Regions from separate parts of the Mus musculus genome. Here region 2 is linked to region 1. Evidence: chromatin contacts called from public promoter capture Hi-C data. All regions are on one chromosome and are shown on one strand. Each heading gives the region's core, a stretch centred on a gene start, on an enhancer-like site or on the middle of the called end of the contact. The rest is flanking DNA. Distances are from core to core; before and after follow the strand shown. Region 1 holds the start of Hsp90b1 (heat shock protein 90, beta (Grp94), member 1). Region 2 holds the start of Actr6 (ARP6 actin-related protein 6).

Region 1 (3,811 bases), core at 204-2,703:
AAGCTTGCCTTCGGGAACCTGGATTGCCTAAAAAAAAAAAACAACTCGAATTTTCTTGGAGAAAGCGGTGATGGAATGGATGTGTTAGAGGCAGGCAAGCGTGCTGGTGGAAAATTGGTTAAAATGAGGCTAAAGAGCTTAGAAAACATTTCGGAACGTACAAGCTGGCCTTAGGGACTTCCCTCACCAGAAAGAGCCTCTTTTGCTATCTTTCGGAAGGCGGAAAGGTGTTTCTATGAAGTTACAAAGCCACAATCCAGGCTGTTTTGCAAGCTCTGCGGCTTTTGCTTTCAAGTATCTGCATAAGTTCTTTCCTGTTCTATGCTAGCCTGGACTTCACCACCGCGCTCTCTGGCTGATTCACAAAAGAGGCTCTAGATTGCCCAGTCATTCTTTGATATTTATGGGGATGTCAAAGGAACTTGGGTCCTTGTTTCCTTCGGGGTTGGAGAGCCCCTGCCACCCTCTACTGCAAACCAAACCAGAGAGGACAGGAAATGCGAGCAGCGCAACGCCAAGTGTAACTGAAGGCTCTAGGGACCCTGAGTGACGCGCAAGAAAGCGGACGTGGAAACCCGGGTGCTACCACCAGCCCAGAATCCAGGGCTGACCCTCTGACACGGTGAGACTAGGGCTACGCGGGGCTGCTTTTCAGGTCCGCCTCTGAAAACTGTGTGCATTAGAGTCCTAGAACAAGCACAGATCTATTCTGCAATCTGAATGAGGTGGAAATCCTATAATCACTCAGAGACATTTCCCGCGGACACAAGATTGGAGTAAGCAAGGGCCAAGCTACGCAACTGGCTTAGATGCCAGAGACTACAATTCCCAGCATTCATGAGATTAGTGCGTTGCATGCCGGAAACTGTAGTTTCTCACCACCATCCAAACGCATTCCGGATATTCAACCCCTCACAAATTTCTCTTTTGCGAAAAGAAACGCCCAAAAGAAAGGTGACGGCGAACGTAGCGCTGAAAGGACTCGTAACGTGACCCGCGTCGTAGACGAGAAAAGGGTAAAGGACGCATTGTCTTGGCTACCGTTTCCCCTAGTCACGGACTAAACGTTCGCTAGAAGCCGGAAGTGGTTCCCCGGGACCTCTAGGAATGGACAGACGTGCTATGCGCCTACGTTCATTGGACGGTTTTCCTCAGGGACCAAGGCTTCCCAGGCCAAAGGGTGGCCCGGTGTGTGAGGGCCCGCGGAGCCATCTGATTGGAGGAAAGCCGCTGGACAAGCCCAATCGCAAGGAGCCACGCTTCGGGCATCGGGCACCGCACCTGGACAGTTCCGATTGGCGGGCTGCGGTCCCCCCCCATGCGTCTCCATTGGGTGCAGAGAGTGCGTGGTGAGGCACGATTGGTGAGTTCGTGTTTCCCGTCCCCCGCCCGCAAGCAGTGGGGTGAAAAGCGGCCCGACCTGCGCGCGGCTTAGTGGGCGGACCGCGCTGCTGGAGGTGTGAGGAGCTTAGACTCGGGATTGGGGGGGTGGAGGCGGCTCCTGAGACCGAAAAGGACTTGCGACTCGCCGGCCACGCACCATGAGGGTCCTGTGGGTGTTGGGCCTCTGCTGTGTCCTGCTGACCTTCGGTGAGTGACCGGGCGGCAGTGGGCGCCCTCCCCTTCCTGTGTGGCCGCTTCTCGAACGTTCTTGGGGCGTTGAACCTGGGTTGGGGACGCCGGGTGGCCTACAGGGGTTTCAGGGACCATCTCGTTCCCTCGAAGGAGACTTGGGTGATGATGCTTTCCCTGAGGCCTCTGGGAAAAGGCGACTTGGAGACCGGGCATTTAAATAAATACCCTGCGGATGGTGCTAGAGCGCTCCCCGAAGTCTCGCTGACGGGGCGCGGTCTCTCGGACTCTACTCCCGGGGGAAGCCTTCCTGGAACCCCTCCCTAAGGACTTTTGTGATCAGGTCCGACCTTTGGCCACCAGAGCCTGAGGACCCCCAGCCCCTGCCCTCTACTCCCGGAGCGCGTTTCTGTTTTCTAACGCCCGACTCGCGAGCGTGGGCCCTCGGGCCAGCGTCGTGGCGGTGGCCCAATATCTGATTCCGATGTGCTTCAAGAGCTGTCCTTGACATGTCTTCCCCTTTGGGCCGGATTTCAGTTCCCCTCAACAGAAGTTGCACAAACCCTGTTTGCATTCTGACCTGTGATAACTAAGTGAGGCCCAAGTTTTGGCTTGGCCAGTGTAGAGACCTCCTCTCAGCTGTGCGCAACACGTGTGGGTGTAGACGGGGGCCTCTCTCACTGCCTAGGATAGACACACGTGATGGCTGCCTGGCCTTCCAGAGTCAACGGGGGTCTTGAGCATTCATATTTAAACTTTAGCGTGCAAACTTACCTTGACATTGGTTATTGACGTCAGTACATAATTCTTCCATCTCAACAGCTTGTATTTACTTACTGAATTGTGTTAACTCTTGCCCCCGTTGATATGGCTTTTTATGCGAAGGAGAGGAAGCAATAGTGTGGAGAGTTGTAACCTTTCTCCCCAGGGTTCGTCAGAGCTGATGATGAAGTCGACGTGGATGGCACAGTGGAAGAGGACCTGGGTAAAAGCCGAGAAGGCTCAAGGACAGATGATGAAGTTGTGCAGAGGTCGGTGCATTTGAAGCTATGTTGATAAGCTCTGCAAGTTAGTGGGGCAGAGTGGCTGTTGGTGTTTCTCCATTCAGATTACAAGGTCCAGTGCCCAAAATGTTGCTAATGATACAAAATAACCAGAGAAGATCTTAGGAGTGCCCATTTATCTGCAGGCAAAAGCTCCTAGCAGTCTGCTCCTGGGAGTGACTGCTGATTCAGGAAGGAAAGTGCTAGGGATAAGCCTCAGCATCTAAAACCAGAAAACCAGTGGTGATGTAGCCCACTCAGCTTGTGCTTCCAACTTTCTAAGACCTGACAGGACACTTGATTGGTTTTGTCTGTGTGAAGTTAGTACTATGAAAAATAGAACTTTTATGCCTTTAACTTTTAAGAAAAGGGCTTTTCAATCGGTGAGGTATATTTTCAATTTTGGCCTTCTAGGAATTAGTGACGGTACTAAAGTGTTCACTGTGCAAGCGTACACAAGTCATGACTTGCTTTTCAGTAGAGGGAAGCCAGATGTATTTTTCTGGGAATTTTAGGAACTATTTCCAGCCGAGCATTAAGCACAGCCCATTCTGTGATGAGAGTGAGCTGGTATGTGAGTGCTCTTTTAACAAGAAGGTCTGCAGAGGCCAGTCTGTGTCCTGACTAGAGACTGAGAAAAATGAAGCTGAGTATTTGCTTATCTAATTTGATTTCCTTAGAGAGGAAGAAGCTATTCAGTTGGATGGGTTAAACGCATCACAGATAAGAGAACTTAGAGAAAAATCTGAAAAGTTCGCCTTCCAAGCTGAAGTGAACAGGATGATGAAACTTATCATCAATTCTTTGTATAAAAATAAAGAGGTAAGTGTTACATGGTTGGGACAGCAGTTTGGATCCTTCCATTAGAAATTAGGAATTAAATTCGGAATGAGAATTCTTATTGGTCCATATTGGGGCAGGAAGGGAGTGGACATTGTCCTGGTCTTTCGTGTCAGCTCAGAATAAGGTCATGACCTACCGACGGATGAAGTCACACAACTGTACCCCTGAGGGAGGGTGGGAGAGGTATTCCTGTTCCCACCACTTCAGATATCCCTTGTAGTTGTCACATAGTGTTATAGAGCCACACCTCCTTTTTTATGAAGAGAGTAAAGCCATCTCTTGCACCATAAAAGGCTTGGTTCCTTGAAGAGTGTCTTCACGATTCCGAGGAGAACTGAGAGGAGTGGATAAGA
Region 2 (3,451 bases), core at 277-2,776, 3.0 Mb before region 1:
AACCATTCTATAACATAGTGAGAGTCATATTAGTTTATTTTATAATTTAGATAACCCAAGGGTCATTAAGTTGCTTAAACATTTTTTTCTTTTTTCTTTTTTTTTCTTTTTTCTTTTTTTTTTTTTTTTTTTTTTTTTTGAGACAGGGTTTCTCTGTATAGCCCTGGCTGTCCTGGAACTCACTTGTAGACCAGGCTGGCCTTGAACTCAGAAATCTGCCTGCCTCTGCCTCCCAAGTGCTGGGATTAAAGATGTCCGCCACCACCGCCCGGCTTAGTTTAAACATTTTTTTTAAGATTTATTTATTATTATACATAAGTACACTGTAGCTGACTTCAGATGCACCAGAAGAGGGTATCAGATCTCATTACAGGTGATTGTGAGCCACTATGTGGTTGCTGGGATTTGAACTCAGGACCTTCGGACGAGCAGTCAGTGCTCTTATCCTCTGAGCCGTCTCTCCAGCCCGCTTATATGTTTTTAATGTCATAGTCACAGTTTAAAATTAGAAGGCCACACTCTCATCTCTTTATCTCCTGGAGTTTTAAACACTAGTTAATACGTGTAAAGAAAGTGAAACAGCTTACTCTCTCTTTTTTTTTTTTTTTTTTGTTTTGGTTTTGGTTTTTTTGAGACAGGGTTTCTCTGTGTAGCTAACTTACTCTTAAGCATGGCTGTGTATTCATTTATATCAGATTCATTACCCGAGATTATTTTGTAGCAGAGTCTACATTCCAATCAAAACATTTTGAGAGAGACTCTCTGTATCGTGTATGTCTGGCTGTCCTACGTAAACCAGGCTGGTTTTGAACACCCAGAGAGCCACCTCCCTCTGTCTCCCGAGTGCTGGGATTAAAGGCGTGTACCATTACGCTCAACTCCAAAACTTTTTCTTAACATTATGAAACACAAGCTCTCCGTTGTACAGAAACACCCAGGAACGATATCTAATTCCAGGAGTCAGAGCAGACAAGGAACATGTCAGATGTCAAGAAGTCCTTTGTAGATAGGATACATAAATAAGTAGCGGAGAACAAGCAGGGGGATTCGTTGGGGAATGTGCAAATAAGTTAAAGCACAACGCAGATAACAACACAGCCCATACATAATTTATTGTGACCAAATTCTATAACCTGATGACGAGTGCCAAGAAATGAAGGTGAGGCTGAAGAGACTTCGTATCCAGTTCCACGATGCGTATGGTTTCATACTCAATTCTTCAAGGCTCGGAGTGTCTTAACAACTCTAATCAGATACACGCACACGCAGCCCACCAAAGGGCTCACAAAAAGCTTCCACTCGCCAATGTGCGCAGTAAAGAAAATCAAAAGAAATAAAGTACTTAGCAGTTTCTACTACGGAATGTCGCTGCCACCGAAAATCGATGCATTTGAAAACTGGATACAAGCACAGGAAGGGCTGCTCCGCTGCTCGACTTCTGGCGTACTCCGTTGTCAGGGTAACCGGAAGTTTACGCCACGGCCACGCCCCCATCGACCATAGAGTACCGGAAGAAGCCTGAGCAGAGGAGATTCAAACAGTGGGAAAGCGACTCCGCTGCAGCGTGGTGCGTGCCGAAATGACGACCCTAGTTCTGGATAATGGAGCTTACAACGCCAAAATCGGTTACAGCCATGACAGTGTCTCGTAAGTGGTCGTCGTTCCCGAGGGACAGGACACGTACGCCTTTTAACTTGACAGACTATGCTTTCCGATTTGCGTGATCCACAGACGCCATCGCGCGCCTCCAGCCTCAGTCGGGGGATGCTCAGTTTCGAGCTGGGTTCGTTGGTTGGTTTGATGCTTTGAACTGAAATTGACTTTGATTTTTTGTTTGAGGCCGCGGGGCTGCGGAAGTGAATGTATGTTCCGTTTGGTAACGGGAAATAGGCTTCTCGAGATTGACTGAGGAGACTAAAGTTTATGAAATTTCAGAAATAGTGGGCAACGTTTCGCCTTTAGGGGAACACGATTATAGGTTTTCATCGGATCCTCAAAAGGTTCAATGCCCCCCAACCTCCCAAATAGTAAAACCCACTTCATTAGAGTCCAGGGAGTTTGAAGGCATTGGGGAACCAAGTTGAATAACCTGGTTGGTAAAGTCAGGAACGCTACGGTGGCATCTTAAGATGTGTTTTATAAAATGTATGTTTGAATAAATAGTAGACTTTCACAGTGCTAGAACTGAAATCTAGGACTTTGCGTAGGTAATTAGTACCTTCCCACAGAGCTACACCCCCTGCTGCCTTGCAGCACAGCGTGTAATCCAGGATGACCTTGAATTTAAGATCCTCCTGCCTCCACCTCCTGGTTGCTAGGATTACAGCTGAGGGCCACTACTTCAGAACTCAGTGGGCATTTGACTGAATTTTTTTTTTTTAATGCTATGTTGAACTCTTGCACGGTGGACAAGCACAACATTACTTCTTAGCCCAGCCCATATGACCAGATTCTCATATGACCAGATTCTCACAGCTTTAGTGGTGATGGAAGCCATTTATATATAAGGCTTCCACATAAGTTTTTTTTTTCCTCATTAAGAACTAGGTACATGGGGCTGGAGAAATGGCTAACCCGCTCATTCTGCTCTTCTAGAGGGCCTACGTTCAATTCCCAGCACCTACATGGCCGCTAACAACTGTCTGTAACTCCTCTCTTTCTCTCTCTCTCTCTCTCCCTCTCTCTCTCTCTCTCTCTCTCTCTCTCTCTCTCCCTCTCTCTCTCTCTCTCACATACACACACACACACACACACGGTGCACAGACATACACGCAGGAAAAATACCTGTGCACATAAATACATAAATAAACAGATGCATGTAAATACATATAGAACCAGATTTTCTGTTTTGTTTTTAATGTGCTGGAGAATGAATTATGGGCCTAGGACATGTTAGGAAAGTGCTGTGCTACTGAACTATATAGCCTCCAAGCCCCTGTGGTTCTTTATTGAGATAAGGTCTTACGCAGTGGCCCAGCTGGGCATTGTGTATCCTAAACTGGCCTCAAACTCATGAGAGTCCTCCTGTCTCAGCCTCCTGAGTGCTGGAATTGTAAGCATAACCCATCATTCCTGGCCCCCTGATCTCGTTAAAGACAAATCAAGGCCCACAGCCAGACTTTACACAGAGAGTGAGAGACCTCGGAACATTCAGCTCTAAATGGTTTGTCTCCAGCAAATCCGTCCCCTCAGAGCCAGAGGGGACGGAGGACAGCAAGATAACCAGGCCTTCTAAATCAACATGAGCAAAGGTCATGAGTCCTCAGAGACTGAAGCCCTGTGCACACGGCCTGCACAGCTCTGCATCAGGTCCTGTGTGCTTATACTCTAGCTTCCAGTTTAGTGTGTTTCTGGGACTCCTGAGCGTGTGAATGAGTGGGTCTCTGATTCTTGTGCCTTCTTGTGGGCTCTTTTCCTTCTCTTTTGTCTTGTCCAGCTTCAATGTGATAGT

Evidence for each region. Capture Hi-C pulls out chosen DNA fragments and counts their contacts.
Region 2: a contact with region 1 is called in a promoter capture Hi-C map of adipose tissue. The contact joins the promoter of Actr6 here to the promoter of Hsp90b1 in region 1. A contact is called at or near these places in 1 of 39 promoter capture datasets (pre-B cells) and 1 of 9 other capture datasets (adipose tissue).

Annotation. Positions count from the first base shown.
Region 1 is chr10:86,703,086-86,706,896 of GRCm38.p6, reverse strand. It overlaps Hsp90b1 (heat shock protein 90, beta (Grp94), member 1), which reads left to right and starts at 1,453. Exons shown (of 18, transcript NM_011631.1): 1 at 1,453-1,590; 2 at 2,501-2,603; 3 at 3,296-3,437. The coding sequence starts at 1,542. It overlaps Ttc41 (tetratricopeptide repeat domain 41), which reads right to left and starts at 1,086. Exons shown (of 16, transcript NM_001003910.2): 1 at 880-1,086.
Region 2 is chr10:89,730,370-89,733,820 of GRCm38.p6, reverse strand. It overlaps Actr6 (ARP6 actin-related protein 6), which reads left to right and starts at 1,526. Exons shown (of 11, transcript NM_025914.3): 1 at 1,526-1,647. The coding sequence starts at 1,580.